Linked DNA regions of Macaca mulatta: region 2 is linked to region 1. A link is a contact called in public Hi-C data. All regions are on one chromosome and are shown on one strand. The core of a region is the stretch at or near the end of the contact, and the rest is flanking DNA. Distances in the headings are between cores, read along the strand shown.

The links. A called contact is a pair of places that touch in the nucleus more often than the background predicts.
Region 2: a contact with region 1 is called in a Hi-C map of fetal cortex germinal zone, with 3 times the contacts expected there. The contact joins the promoter of LEKR1 here to the promoter of LOC144339466 in region 1. A contact is called at or near these places in 5 of 14 Hi-C or Micro-C datasets (CD4 T cells, fetal cortex germinal zone, fetal cortical plate and 2 more).

The regions. Positions count from the first base shown.
Region 1 is chr2:59,857,516-59,863,939 of T2T-MMU8v2.0, forward strand. LOC144339466 reads right to left here and starts at 3,188. Exons shown (of 4, transcript XM_077994099.1): 1 at 3,150-3,188; 2 at 2,442-3,002; 3 at 2,159-2,338; 4 at 16-283. The coding sequence starts at 3,188. The coding sequence ends at 197. TIPARP (TCDD inducible poly(ADP-ribose) polymerase) reads left to right here and starts at 2,757. Exons shown (of 6, transcript XM_015131864.3): 1 at 2,757-2,963; 2 at 5,804-6,424. The coding sequence starts at 5,845.
Region 2 is chr2:59,999,935-60,006,358 of T2T-MMU8v2.0, forward strand. It overlaps LEKR1 (leucine, glutamate and lysine rich 1), which reads left to right and starts at 3,728. Exons shown (of 13, transcript XM_015131868.3): 1 at 3,728-3,809.

The DNA of each region.
Region 1 (6,424 bases), core at 1,938-4,437:
GAAGAAGACTAGTTAGGAGACATGATAGTTTATTAGCTAAGAATGTGTTCATCTATACAGAACAGGTAAGTTTAATAAAATTGGGATTTACTTTTTAAACATATTAAGTCTAGAGGCAGCCAGTCTAGGATGGCTACAGCAGTTTCAAGATGTTATGAGTGACCCAGTTTCCTTCTATCTTTCTGCCCCAGCATCCTTAGTTTGTTGCTTCCATCTTTATATTTTCCACATCATATTCACCTTCATTTTTGTCATGAAACTCCATCTCCATCCTGTTATTATTCTAGAAGAAAGAACAAAAGGAAGAAATTCAAGGGGTGACTCTGTATTAGGAAAGGAAATGCTTTTCTAGAAATCTCAAGCATGTGTCTAGAAGTGTATCTCACAGCCATCCATAACTGCAAGGGATCTAGGGAAATGAATTTTTCAGGTAGGCACATTGTCATCCCTCTTTCAAAAAAAGATGGGCCACATCCAAGGTAGAGATTGTAGAGGATACCTTTTCTGGAGCAGTAAAACTTCAGCAGTCTGAGGAGCCTAAATCCAAGATTTTGAGTTCAGAGTTTGGTGCCATTTTTCCCTTTGAGGCAATTAACATTCAGAAAGCAGTAGCGGAGAGAGGCTGAGAAACTAGCCAGAGTTTTCAACTGTCTCAAGGGGAGTGGGTGTGGGATTGGGCAGGTAAAAATTTTGAGTTCCGGACCTAAGGAGAAAAGATTTTAAGTTGGAACTGGGTTATACCCTGGAAGTAACTTTTAATTATTCTCCAATTGGATTAAGGTGGTCTGTCCCTAATCTAAATGACTACCAATATGTCACACCTCCCAATATTCACAATCTTGTGTAGTTCCTTCCCACACTGACGCTGAGCTTGGCCATGTGACTTGCTTTGGCCAGTGACACATTAGTAAGCATGATAAAAGTAAAGGCTTGCACATTGAGGCTTGTCTTTTTGGAATGTCCCCTCTTGCAATCCTAAGATTATGATGCTGTGAGGAAGCCTAAATTAGCCATATGGAGAAGCCATGTAGAGAAAAACCAAGGTATATAGCTAACAGACTTCTTTCTGTTCCAGCATCCTTAGCTTGTGGCTTCCATCTCCATATTTTCCACATCATGTTCACATTCATTTTTGTCATGAAACTCCATCTCCATCCTCAAGTCCCAAGACTTATGACCCTAGTTAAGCCATTCCAGCCAGGCCCCATTATGCCCACACTAATTGAAGCCCCAGACATCATGGAGCAGAAATGAACCACCTGTACTATGTCCTGACTGAATTCCTGTGCCAGAGAATTCAGAATCATGAGCAAATAAAAGAGCCATTGTTTTAAGTCATTATATTTTGGGGGTAGTTTGAACACAGCAATAAATAACTGAAGTACTACTAAAAGCATAACGAATGTATAACAACCTAATTGTTAGAAGGGAGTGGAATTAAAAATAATCTACAAGAAGGCACAAAAGGACAGAAAAGAAAACAGAAGAAATGAGAAAAATAGAAAGCCAAGAGTAATACGGTAAATTCAAATATGAGCTTCTAGGCGATTCTGTGTATGAGTAGACACAGACCAAGATCTGTCTCAGTAAGATTTTAAATGTAAAGTTTTTCATCTTTTACCTATTATCCTCTGAATTCCGCCCATATCATTCTCACCTTAGTTTAATGGCCCTGCCTTGATGCAATTTGAAATAAGCTGCTGAGGAGATAACACCCTTAATCTATTCATTGCTGGTGTGCTTACCCAGTCTGGTTTAGAACAGTTTAATAAAGGCTTAGAATCATAATGTCTATGATTATTACCTTTTAGCTCCTAGGTTTTACTGACTTCCATGTCTGGAATTACCAGCACTTTCGTTTTTTCATACATACGGATTATATGAACTAAATGTATTGTTTCTTCCTTCACTACTGAAAATCTACTCAATATATGGAGTTACACTTTAAAGTATTTTACAGCCCAGAAAATATGGCCATTCTGTATGTGCTGTGTATTTCAGAGGTGCTCTGCAAGCTCCATGAGGACAGGCATGAAGTCCAGGCTACATGATTGGTACGTAATAGACGCTCTGAGAGACATTTGCTGAATGAATAAATTAGTCACTACGGCGTTTGTGGGCTTTAAAACACAAGTAAATGAGCTTCTATCATCAAAACCTCAGAGCTAGGTTCCCCTTCTGCAAGGTGGCGTACAAGGCCCACGAAACAGTCGGCCGCCGCAGGTGCGCAGCCCGTCCGGCCTGTCCGGCGCGGGGCAGGCGACCTCGTCTGGTGGCAGTGGCGGAGGCAGCCGTTTGCTTCCTCACAGGGTGCGTCGACATCAGGGGCTGGAGGCGTCTGGGGAGGAGGCAAATAAACAAAGCCAACCGCACCGAAACGGGTCGTTCCGTTTCACATCCTCCCTCGGGTGCCTGGGTCTCCTCGGAACAAAGTGACCCACCATCTGTCCGCAGGCAGGTGGAGCCCGTCCCACGCGGCACACGCCTTCCTTTCTCACAGCCGCGTGGAGACGCGGACCCGCGGGGACACCGCCGGCGCGAGAAAGGACACGCCCCCTCGCGGGAACACAAGTACACGGCACACAACCCGCGCGCCTCCCCTCGAACGAACGCGCACGCGCGCGCAGGGGGCGGGTCTTCTTCTCGGCACCCACTGAGCGCCCGGCCTCCTCACCCCACCCCACCGCGCTCCGGCCGCCCAGGCTCCGCCTCCGCGACGGGCCGTCGGGAGGAGGCGACCGGAAGCCACTTAAAGCAGAGATCGAGGTGACAGGCGAGCTGGCTGGACTCGGAGCGCGATCGAGGCTTTCTGCGTTCGCGGCGGCGGAATGGCCCGTGCGCGGCTGGCCGCGTCGCCGCTCTGTGGTCCGTAGACGCCGGCTCCCGCCTTCGGCGCTGACCTCCGGCGCGGACACTGCTTTCGACTCGGCTCCTGTCGTCCGTTCTCTCAGGGTCCCTTTCAGGTAAAGGGCTCCGGGAGGGCACTGAGGGGCTGAGGGACCCTAGCGGGGAGTGCGAGCGCCGGCCTCGCGGCTCCGGCCCCGCGCCGGGAGTGTGCCGGGCTCTCGCGGATCGGGTGATTGATTTTGAGACTGCCCTTTGTACCGAATTCACTCGGGTCCCGTCAGCATCAAGATGGAATTGGTTACACTTCTTAGGCACTTAGAGCTTCTGGCAGGTGTATACATCAGACCGAGGCGCCGAAGGATTTAGTTGGGGTCGCCGGCGCCTGCCCCTTCCCCGTTGGTCAGGGTGGGGGCGCGTCTATGCGGCCTCCCCCGCGGGCCGACCCCGGGTGCTCTGAGGCGCCGAGGAGCCCTTCCCAGAGCCGGGGGAGGGCACGGCGGCTGCGGGAGTCTTCCGGCTACCCCGCGTTTCGGGCTGCAGCCCAGAAGTTTGGAAGCTGTTTTCACGTTAACTTTGAGAGCGCGCAAGTCTTCGTCTTCCTCCCCGCCGCCGCGGGAAGCGCCAGCCGCGTTTCCCCGGCGCTTCGCGGCTCAGTTCTGCGAGCCCCCAAGACCCGCTGGACGCTCTTCGGGAGGTGGGCTGAGGGGATAAAAAAGAATTAAAGGCAGAAGGCGCTGCGAGTGGCCTCTCGGATGTAGGGAGGCCGGGGCGGGTCGTTGGTCCGAAGGAGGCTGGACAGGGGTTGGGGGGCGCCCAGGCGCCTGCTGAGGGGAAGGCGGGGGCGGGGACGCCCGGGAACACCCGGAATTGCAGAGCCGGGCGGCGCCTCAGCGGCGCTGCGCGGAGTTGGCGCGGCCCGGGACCAGGAGCTGAGCAAACCGCCGCGGCCGGCAGGAGGCGTCGCTCGGACCCGGGCTCGGCGCCGGGGTGTCGCGCGGCGGCGGGCGGGCAGGCTTTGGAGCGGCGGTTTCTTCGGAAAGTGCATTCGGCCGGGAGTGCTGGAGAACCCCGGCGTCACGAGGTGAGGGGTGTCGCGGGGTGTCGCGGTGTGTCGCCTGCCGCTGGAGACCAGAGGATGTGTCCTTCGCATCTTTATTTTTCTGTTATGAAAACTAATTGAGGAACTAGGTTCTAGTGGCTTTCCACCTCCAGCCACTCCTCCAGTTCTCTGCTGCTTCCTCCCAGTTTTGTTTCCGAGTTTGATGAAGGGCAATAATAGGAAAAGTTGCGCGCGCGCTTGCGTGTGTACTTGCAGACACACATATAAATAAAATCGATTTCGTGTCTCTTTTACCTTGATTGGGTTTGATAGGAGTGGTTAGAGTGTGTGCGCGTGGGGAAAGCGCAGTCCGGTTTGGTATGGTGGAGAGGGAATACCACAGTCTGTGCCAATTGTGCCTTGAGGCAGTAGCACCAAATGATGAATAATAACGCCTGGCTTGGCTGCTTTCCAGTTGATTTATGTCTCATGTCAGATCCCTTCTTCTTCGTGAAGCTTTCCCTAACAATGCCAGCTCACAGTGAACTCTCCTTTTTCTGCCTTTTCCTTTTGTACTTATGTACATTTAACACTTTGTTATAAACTGTGCTTTGTATTTTACTTTTATGAATGTGATGGACTTCTTACACATAGATTTATGACTCTCTCCAATTAGATTTTTAATATTCACTTTTGGGGACACTCAGTTTTATCTTTCGTTGTTGACCCACAAACACCAAAGAACTAAGCATTTGATAGGTGCTTTTCTTAAGTAATTCAGCCGACAAAATATATGTGGAACACCAGCTGTGTGCATTGTGGTAGCTAGGCACTTTACTGGGCACCTAGGATGCATATTTGATTAAGTCATGGGACCTTGCGTCACAGATCTCTTTCAGTTTATTGGACAAGAGAGAAGAGGATTAATTGCTCATCACCATTCCTTTCTCACCTGGCACAATCTCAGTAAATGTTTTCAAATTTCAGTTTTTTTCAAGGGGTCTGATTCTTGGAAGAAAGGACTTTTTTTGTCTCTTTCAGTAATTGATTAGGAATCTGAAATTTGGTGCGTGTTTTATATTGTTGTTTTGTTTTTCTATAATATGCCTTCATTTGCCCTTTAAAAATGTATATATGTAACTTTTCTAAGGACGAGAACTAGGAGGCTTTTTCTGTGTTACCAAGTTGTGCTTGTCTTCTGACACAGTGTGCAGTGGTTGTTGCTGATGGGGCTTCGTTACTAAACACACCCTTATATTCCATCAGTAATGGTAATGTTTTTGGGGGTTGCAAAAGTAGACTCAACATTCTTGGATAGTATATTAGAGCTTTCTGAATATAGAAATGCTTAACAAACTCCTGGCTTTCTCCCATATAGTATTTCAGTTGAGAGCCCCTGTTTCTTGTGTATATTCTTATACCCTTAAATTCACTCACTGTTTAAGTTTGAAGTTTATCTTTCATTTGATGGACTTTTAAACTTTTTGTCAACTCATGAGATAGGTGATACATCAACAACTATGAAGAGAACCGCAAAGCTGAGGGGAAGTGTGGTTTCCCTGCTGTCATCATCTAGACACAGTTATTTCTACCTCCCATTTCCCACCCCACTCTAGCCTTATAGTAAAAATTCATAACCTGGCAGAATTTCAAACTCTTGTGTATTCAGCCCACAAATGCATGCCAATGGCCTATTGAAAGACTCTTCTACTTTTACCTGCTGGGTGCTTTTGGATAGCCTTGGGTGCTTTGGATCCTTAATTTCTCAATAAAATTTAACATTGACCTGTAAAAACTAAATATAGTATAAGAGGAATGGTTTCAGGGAATTAGGACAAAAACAAAACATTTTAGTGAATGAATGAAATCCAGTTGCTGTCAGTTTGTAAATGATCATCTTCCTTCCTTTCCTCGTAGAATTTTTAGACTCTGAGGAGCAGTTGGAACTAATCCACATCATGGAAATGGAAACCACCGAACCTGAGCCAGACTGTGTAGTGCAGCCTCCCTCTCCTCCTGATAACTTTTCATGCCAAATGAGACTCTCTGAGAAGATCACTCCATTGAAGACTTGTTTTAAGAAAAAGGATCAGAAAAGATTGGGAACTGGAACCCTGAGGTCTCTGAGGCCAATATTAAACACTCTTCTAGAATCTGGCTCGCTTGATGGGGTTTTTAGATCTAGGAACCAGAGTACAGATGAGAACAGCTTACATGAACCTATGATGAAGAAAGCCATGGAAATCAATTCATCATGCCCACCAGCAGAAAATAATATGTCTGTTCTGATACCTGATAGGACAAATGTTGGGGACCAGATACCGGAAGCCCATCCTTCCACTGAAGCTCCAGAACAAGTGGTTCCAATCCAAGATCACAGCTTTCCATCAGAAACTCTCAGTGGGACGGTGGCAGATTCTACAGCAGGTCACTTCCAGACTGATCTCTTGCACCCAGTTTCAAGTGATGTTCCTACTAGTCCTGACTGCTTAGACAAAGTCATAGATTATGTTCCAGGCATTTTCCAAGAAAACAGTT
Region 2 (6,424 bases), core at 2,478-4,977, 140 kb after region 1:
ACATAAAATGTTATTAAGAAAATCCAATCCACATCTTGGTGGGAACAAAATGTGTTAGGGTAAGTAAAACAAAGCAAGTGGTCCCTTGTGGCTGTTTTTGAAAAAGAAGCGACATCAGAAAAGTCATGAAGACAGTAAGTGTAAGACAAAGTTAGGTTTACAGAATTAAATACGTTTTGGATATTTACATGTTACTAATCCACTATAGGCTGATGTCCCCTGGGTAGTAGCTGGCTGGCAGAGTCAACTAACACTGTATGTGAGGCCCAAGTGCTTCCTCTTATATTGCGTCCAAGTACACTTCTGTGCTCATGTTAGGCCATGCTCTCAGCCATTTCCATTATTTGTGTGAAAATAAACAATAAGTAGGATCTGACTTGAGTTATGTTTGGAAGGGTTCTCAATTGGATGAGACATTGTGTACGAAGTGCCTGGCAAATAGAAAGAGCCCAATAAGTATTAGCTTTTCAAAAATGTTAGGTTTTTTTCTTTTGTGCACTTGCGCTGGATGGAACCCAGAAATAGCAGTGAAAGCTGTGGTTGCTTCCAACCTGCGAGGCCTGTTTGTAACTATTTAATTCCCGTTTTTGAGGGGACAGAGTTGTACTGGGTTCTGGTTTGCAGGATGAAAATAAAGTTGGGGCTAAATATAATTTTGCCATGCTCCCTTTGTACAGTTTTAAGCTCGCTTTAAAATTAGCAATCTTGGGCCAAGCGCAGTGGCTTACGCCTGTAATCCCAGCACTCTGGGAGGCCAAGGAGGGTGGATCACAAGGTCAGGAGTTCAAGACCAGCCTGGCCAACATGGTGAAACCCCATCTCTACTAAAAATACAAAAAATTAGGCATGGTGGCAGGTGCCTGTAGTCCAAACTACTAGGGAGGCTGAGGCAGGAGAATCCCTTGAACCTGGGAGCTGGAGGTTGCAGTGAGCCGAGATCGTGCCATTGCACTCCAGCCTGGGTGACAGAGCAAGACTCCGTTTCAAAAAAAAAAAAAGCAATCTTGGATAGAGTTCCTACATTGTTATCAGAATTTCAGAATTGCAGGCAACATACCTCTTGTACATGCTTTTCATGGGGGTGGGGGAGGAGGAAACAAAAGAGGAAGCTTAAAACTACTTTTTGAAGTGAATAAGAAGAACAATTCCTTGATGGATATTTACAGATTTTATGTAAATTCACAACAGTAACAAAAGCACAGACACTGTGTCCTCATAAACCAACACGAAGTTCTGCAGACCATGTGGAAAGCCCTAGGTTAGTTGCTTTAGAAAGTCTATTCCAAAAACTAGAAAGCATTTCCTTCCCCAGGGGTCGCTGACAATATGGGGTTGGGAGGCGGGAAATTAAGGGTCATAAAAAGAAGTTAGCAGCTTAATTTGGTTATTACTGGATAATTTTTAAAAGTCGCAGTAAAAAGTGAAAATTCACTCAATTAAAAATTAATGGGATAACACAAACTTTATTCAATATGCCCAATGATGGGATTATTTTAAATTGTACTTCAGTTCTAGTATGGACAGTAATGGGGTGAGAAGAAGGATCAAGGAGGGCAAGTGAGAAACCTGAAAAGACAGACTAAGATAAAACACCCACACAGGGCACAGGATTCATGGCTTTGTTTTGTTTTTTTCTTAAACCTAATTTGTAACATCTTGTCACAACACTTCCTGTGCACTATCTTCTTTCAGGAATAACACTTTTTGCTGCTACCCTTTAAAAAATGTCATTCTTCATAACTTAACTCTTATCCCTTGAAATTGTTACTGGGGTCTACTGCTTTCCAACTTTCTTTTTCTTTGTTTTTTTAAGAGACAGGGTCAGGCTCTGTCACCTATACTGGAGTGCAGTGGCCAGATCATAGTTCACTGCAGCCTCAAATTCCTGGGCTCAAGTGATCCTCTCATTTAGGCCTTTCTGAGTAAAGACTACAGGTGTGTGTCACCACACCACGCTAATTTTTTTTTATAGCGACAGTCTCTCACTATATTGCCCAGGCCAGTCTCAAACTCCTGGCTTCAAGGGATCCTCCTGCCTTAGCCTCCCAGAGCTCTAGGATTATAGGCATGAACCACCATGCCCAGCCCAACTTTCTATGATAATGAAAATGTTCAATATCTATGGTGTATCATACCGTACCTACATGACTACTGAGCACTTAAAATGTGGCTAATGCAATATAGCAATGGAATTTTTAAACATACTTTATTTTAGTGAAATTAGTTACATGAAGCCACCTTACTGGACAGTGCAGGTCTAAGGGAAATTTACAGTGGAAATTGGTCACAAAGGCAATATGCAGATAAACAAACACAGATGAAATTAAACCACAGAGTGAACTGCGCCTTTGAACTGGATTTTCTCCCATCCTTAAAGCGTTGCTTTTCCTTATCCTATACACAAAGTACTCAATAAATAAAACTAGCCTCAGAACAGAGTGATCTTGCATCAGGCGTGCGAATTTCTGTCCCAGATAGGTACCGGTTTTGGTGCCCTATATCTAAACTTCCATTATTACAAAATGACAGCAGTCTTACCTTCACTATCCCTCAGATAAATATGATGAGGATGAATAGCTCTGAAAGTTATTTGGGCTTCTCATAAGCATGCTGTACTTGACCACTTGGTTGACTGTCCTCCAGGCCTCTTAATCCTTTCCTCTTTGAGGGAGTGGAAACAGAAAATCAAGGGTAGGCACTGGGGCAAAAATATCAGTCAGGTTGCGCGTACAAGATACATCTGCTAGACTTTTTAGTGCCAAGGAACAAGGCACTGCAGTGTTCAGTACTTCCTGGTGTCATTAATCAATAGTTATGAGTAAGCAGTTTGGTGTACTGCTACTGCTGTGCGTCATTTAATCATTTATCTAAATCTATAGGTTCAATTAATTTTCTTTGTATTTACTTAACCTTATTTTATTCAATAGCAAACCAGTCTTTCTGCCTGCTAGAGAGCCATGATATTTTCTCTGGTTCTTGGAAGAACTGTACTTGGACCTTATATAATCCTCAGAAAGGCAAGATCTGGACTACGAATGAGTCACCTGCTAATTATACCAATGGCTGCTCCTTCCTTGACCAGTCACAGAGTATTACCCTATCTCGGTATGCTGCTCTGCTTGTCGCGTAGTAGGTCAATAAATATTTGTTTTGTGAATGAATGTATGAATAAAGGGAAGTTTGTCACGTGTAAGGGTGGGTAGCCTGCGATAAATAAAGTGTAGACTAGGAGGTCTCAAAATACTTTTTGAACTAAGCCCTTAATCTTCACTACTTTGGAGTAGAATGGAAATGTCACCAACGCCTTCCCAATTAATTTGCCCTTGCTGTAATGACTGAAACTAGAACTTCCCTTTACACCCATGACCTCTACAGGCATCTCTTTCCTCCGCTCAAGAACAGTAACTGCTCACTGCTATGTCAGCCACATAGCCCCAGAGCCGGGGTGAGAGGTAGGGCTATAGGCTCCTGACTCCCGGCAGTGCCTCTCTCCAAACCCCCACGACGGTGGGATAGCTCCCTCCATCTCAGCAGCCGCTACCAAGCACCCGACCCACTCTCGCCCGCCTCATCCCTCGATCCCCTTCCCTCCTTCTCACAACACTCCGCGTAAAACTAGCCCAGCCTTCCCAGCCCCACCACCAGTTTTCCCACTTCCGCCCGGCGCGTGAGGCCCTGGGCGGTGCAGGGGAGCGCTGACGACAGACGTGGGCCGTGACGTCGCTGCGCCCTGACGTCAAGCCGACGGGCGGCGCGGTCGCCCGGGAGACCAGGAAAGCCGTTTCACACCTGTCGTAGTCGAAGTCGAGGTGAGGGACAATGGCTTTCCTCAGCCTGGGATGACGCGGTCCACCGGAATGCAGTTCCGGAGTGGAGGCGTGCTCGTACCCGGGGAGAGGACCAGAAAGCTGAGCCGCGGTGCCCCAGCGAGGGCACGAGGTCCCGGGCCTGGACTCCGCCGCCACACTGTTCTGCGGCCCCTTCCTGCTGTCTTCCAGCCCGCGGGTCCCAGGCGCGGTGCGCCTTCCTCCCAGCCCCAGGGAACGCGCGGCTCTGCTTCCTCACCCCCGCACCTTCCTCCTCCTCCTCTTCCGGCCACGGCAGGTCCAGGGGGAACGGGGTTAGAAAGGGACAGATTTGAAAGCCGTTGCAGCAGTTTTGTCTGGCCTTGCGGTTGGTTTCTGTGCGGAAGATCCCGCCGCTTCAGGGAAGTCTTAGGACGTGAACTCCCGCCTTCACCTGCCCCTGACCTGCTCGTAGTGGTGTGATTCACGCCAAGACAATGGTTCTTTACGTAAGGGCTTGAAAGCTGAACGTGAGTTAATGGCCTAACGTGACACTGGTGTGAGAAACGGAATTGGAAATGAACAAGGACGTGTCTGCATTTTAAAAAATGTCTTTTCGGTGATCTTGTTAGAGAGGAGGTTCACAAACACTCACGTAGCTGCAGCCACTTATCACTGCACCTCTTGCCAAAGTGCAGTCCACACACGTGCAATGAGAAAAATTAAAGGGACTTGTTTGATAACACACGCAAAACTATGTAAGACTAAATTTTAAAAATTTACAAATTTTCCCTGTTGCCAAAAGGGAAAGAGACCCTTCTTCTTTCTCGAGAAACTTAGTATTTGTGAATTCTTCCTCAATTTAATATGTATGAAAATCTTTTTTAAAACCTAGGAATGCTTTTCTTGAGGACCTGGAAGCCATTTCTTTTAAAATGTAAACATCAAGGAAGATAGGGCCCCAATCTCCTTGTCGCTTTGGGAGTTTAACCTACCTGCGTTATTCCTAATTGTAAACACCTGCTTTGTTATAGCGCTATGCATTCCTTAGGAGGAAAGCCGTTAGCTAACACAGGTGGTTACCCCAATTACCAGATGAATTAAAGAAGAAATATAAAAGAATGTATAGAACACTATGTTAAGCCCTCTTCCATGAGGACACGTTACCAATTTCCTTGAGAATGTGTGTGACGGATTATATCTCCTTGACTGTAGTAAGAAGAGTGGGATTTCCTTCTCTCTTTGTAACCTCATTAGCAGATTAGCTGTGATGTACATCAAAGTCTAGTTAAATGCCTAATTACTAATAAAATTGTTGTCTTTCTGCATTGTGGAGCATTTTCTGAGTTGGCATGATATTTTACTTTTAATTTCCCCCCAATAATCAGAACCTGCCAGTTCCTCCCCTTCTTATGCTAAGGCCATAAAGTTGGAATAGATTCACAATGAGGGCACTACACAAAAACTGTTCTACTGGTGCTTTGCTTCTACTGTCATTTAGATCCGTGCTCTCAGATAGTTTTATGGGTGAAATTTTCAAAGGATGTTTAGATGGTGATTTTTTGGAAAATTCTCCCAATAGAGTTGAAGTTACTGTTTTATTTTACTGATGGCAAGTCCACCGTTAAATGACAGAAATGAGAATAATGAACCTTCTGGGCTCTTGCCACATGATTATGACAAATCTGCCAAACATCCGATTATGGTTGGACCTATGTTGACATGGTTAATGGTACGTCCGTTGCAGACCTCAGTTAACTTTAAGACACATGTCATATTATGTTTTATGTGGGAAGACAGAAAGCTCGTTAGTTTTTGGTTTTAAACAGCACCTCACTGAAATGAGTCTTTGTGCTAACACAAGGAACAAAGAATCTCCTCTTCCACTAGTGGTTGCACCATTTACAAAGATAATGCCACTATAGGACCTTTTGACAACTACAGTTTTCCTGCTGCCTTGCTGTATGGCCGGGGTTGCTGTCTCTGATGGAGTACCTCCAGTCTCTCTTTTCAAAATCCCGCCCTGATTGAATGCGAACAACCTCAGGAAGGCTTCACTAACTCCCACCTCTCATCTGAAACATAAGATATTTTCCTTTCTTGAACTCTTAGACTGCTCTTGTCTATAACTCATGGTCCTCAGGCCTTCTTCCCTGCTATGGAATTGTGCCTGTATCATCTGACTCTGCTGTCACTGCTCTCCCTCTTCTCCTGACTTCTTAGATATGTACAAACAGCCCTCACTCGTGAGGGAAGGATTAAAAAAAAAAAAAAAAAAGGAACCCAAAGTGCTCCTCCGTTTATCCTCTGTAGTTTTATGAAAGTAGTGACTCACTTTTATATTGAATGGCTTTTATTAGAAAAAGAAAATCTGTTAAAAGTAAAATATCTGCATAAAATTATGTAAATGTCCATCTTAGATAAAATTGGCACTTCTTATTTTTTGATCAGTCTTCTGTTCAGTATTTGCATATGATATTTAATCTGGTAACTCTAAATTCTCTCTTTCTGTATTTAATCCAGTATTCATGACACAATTGCTTTTTTCATCTGCTAAACTTAAATGCTGTATTTTCATACTTTTTCTGGCAGCATTTCAGAAAAATACTTGATTTTTAAAATATACTGAAATGTGTATT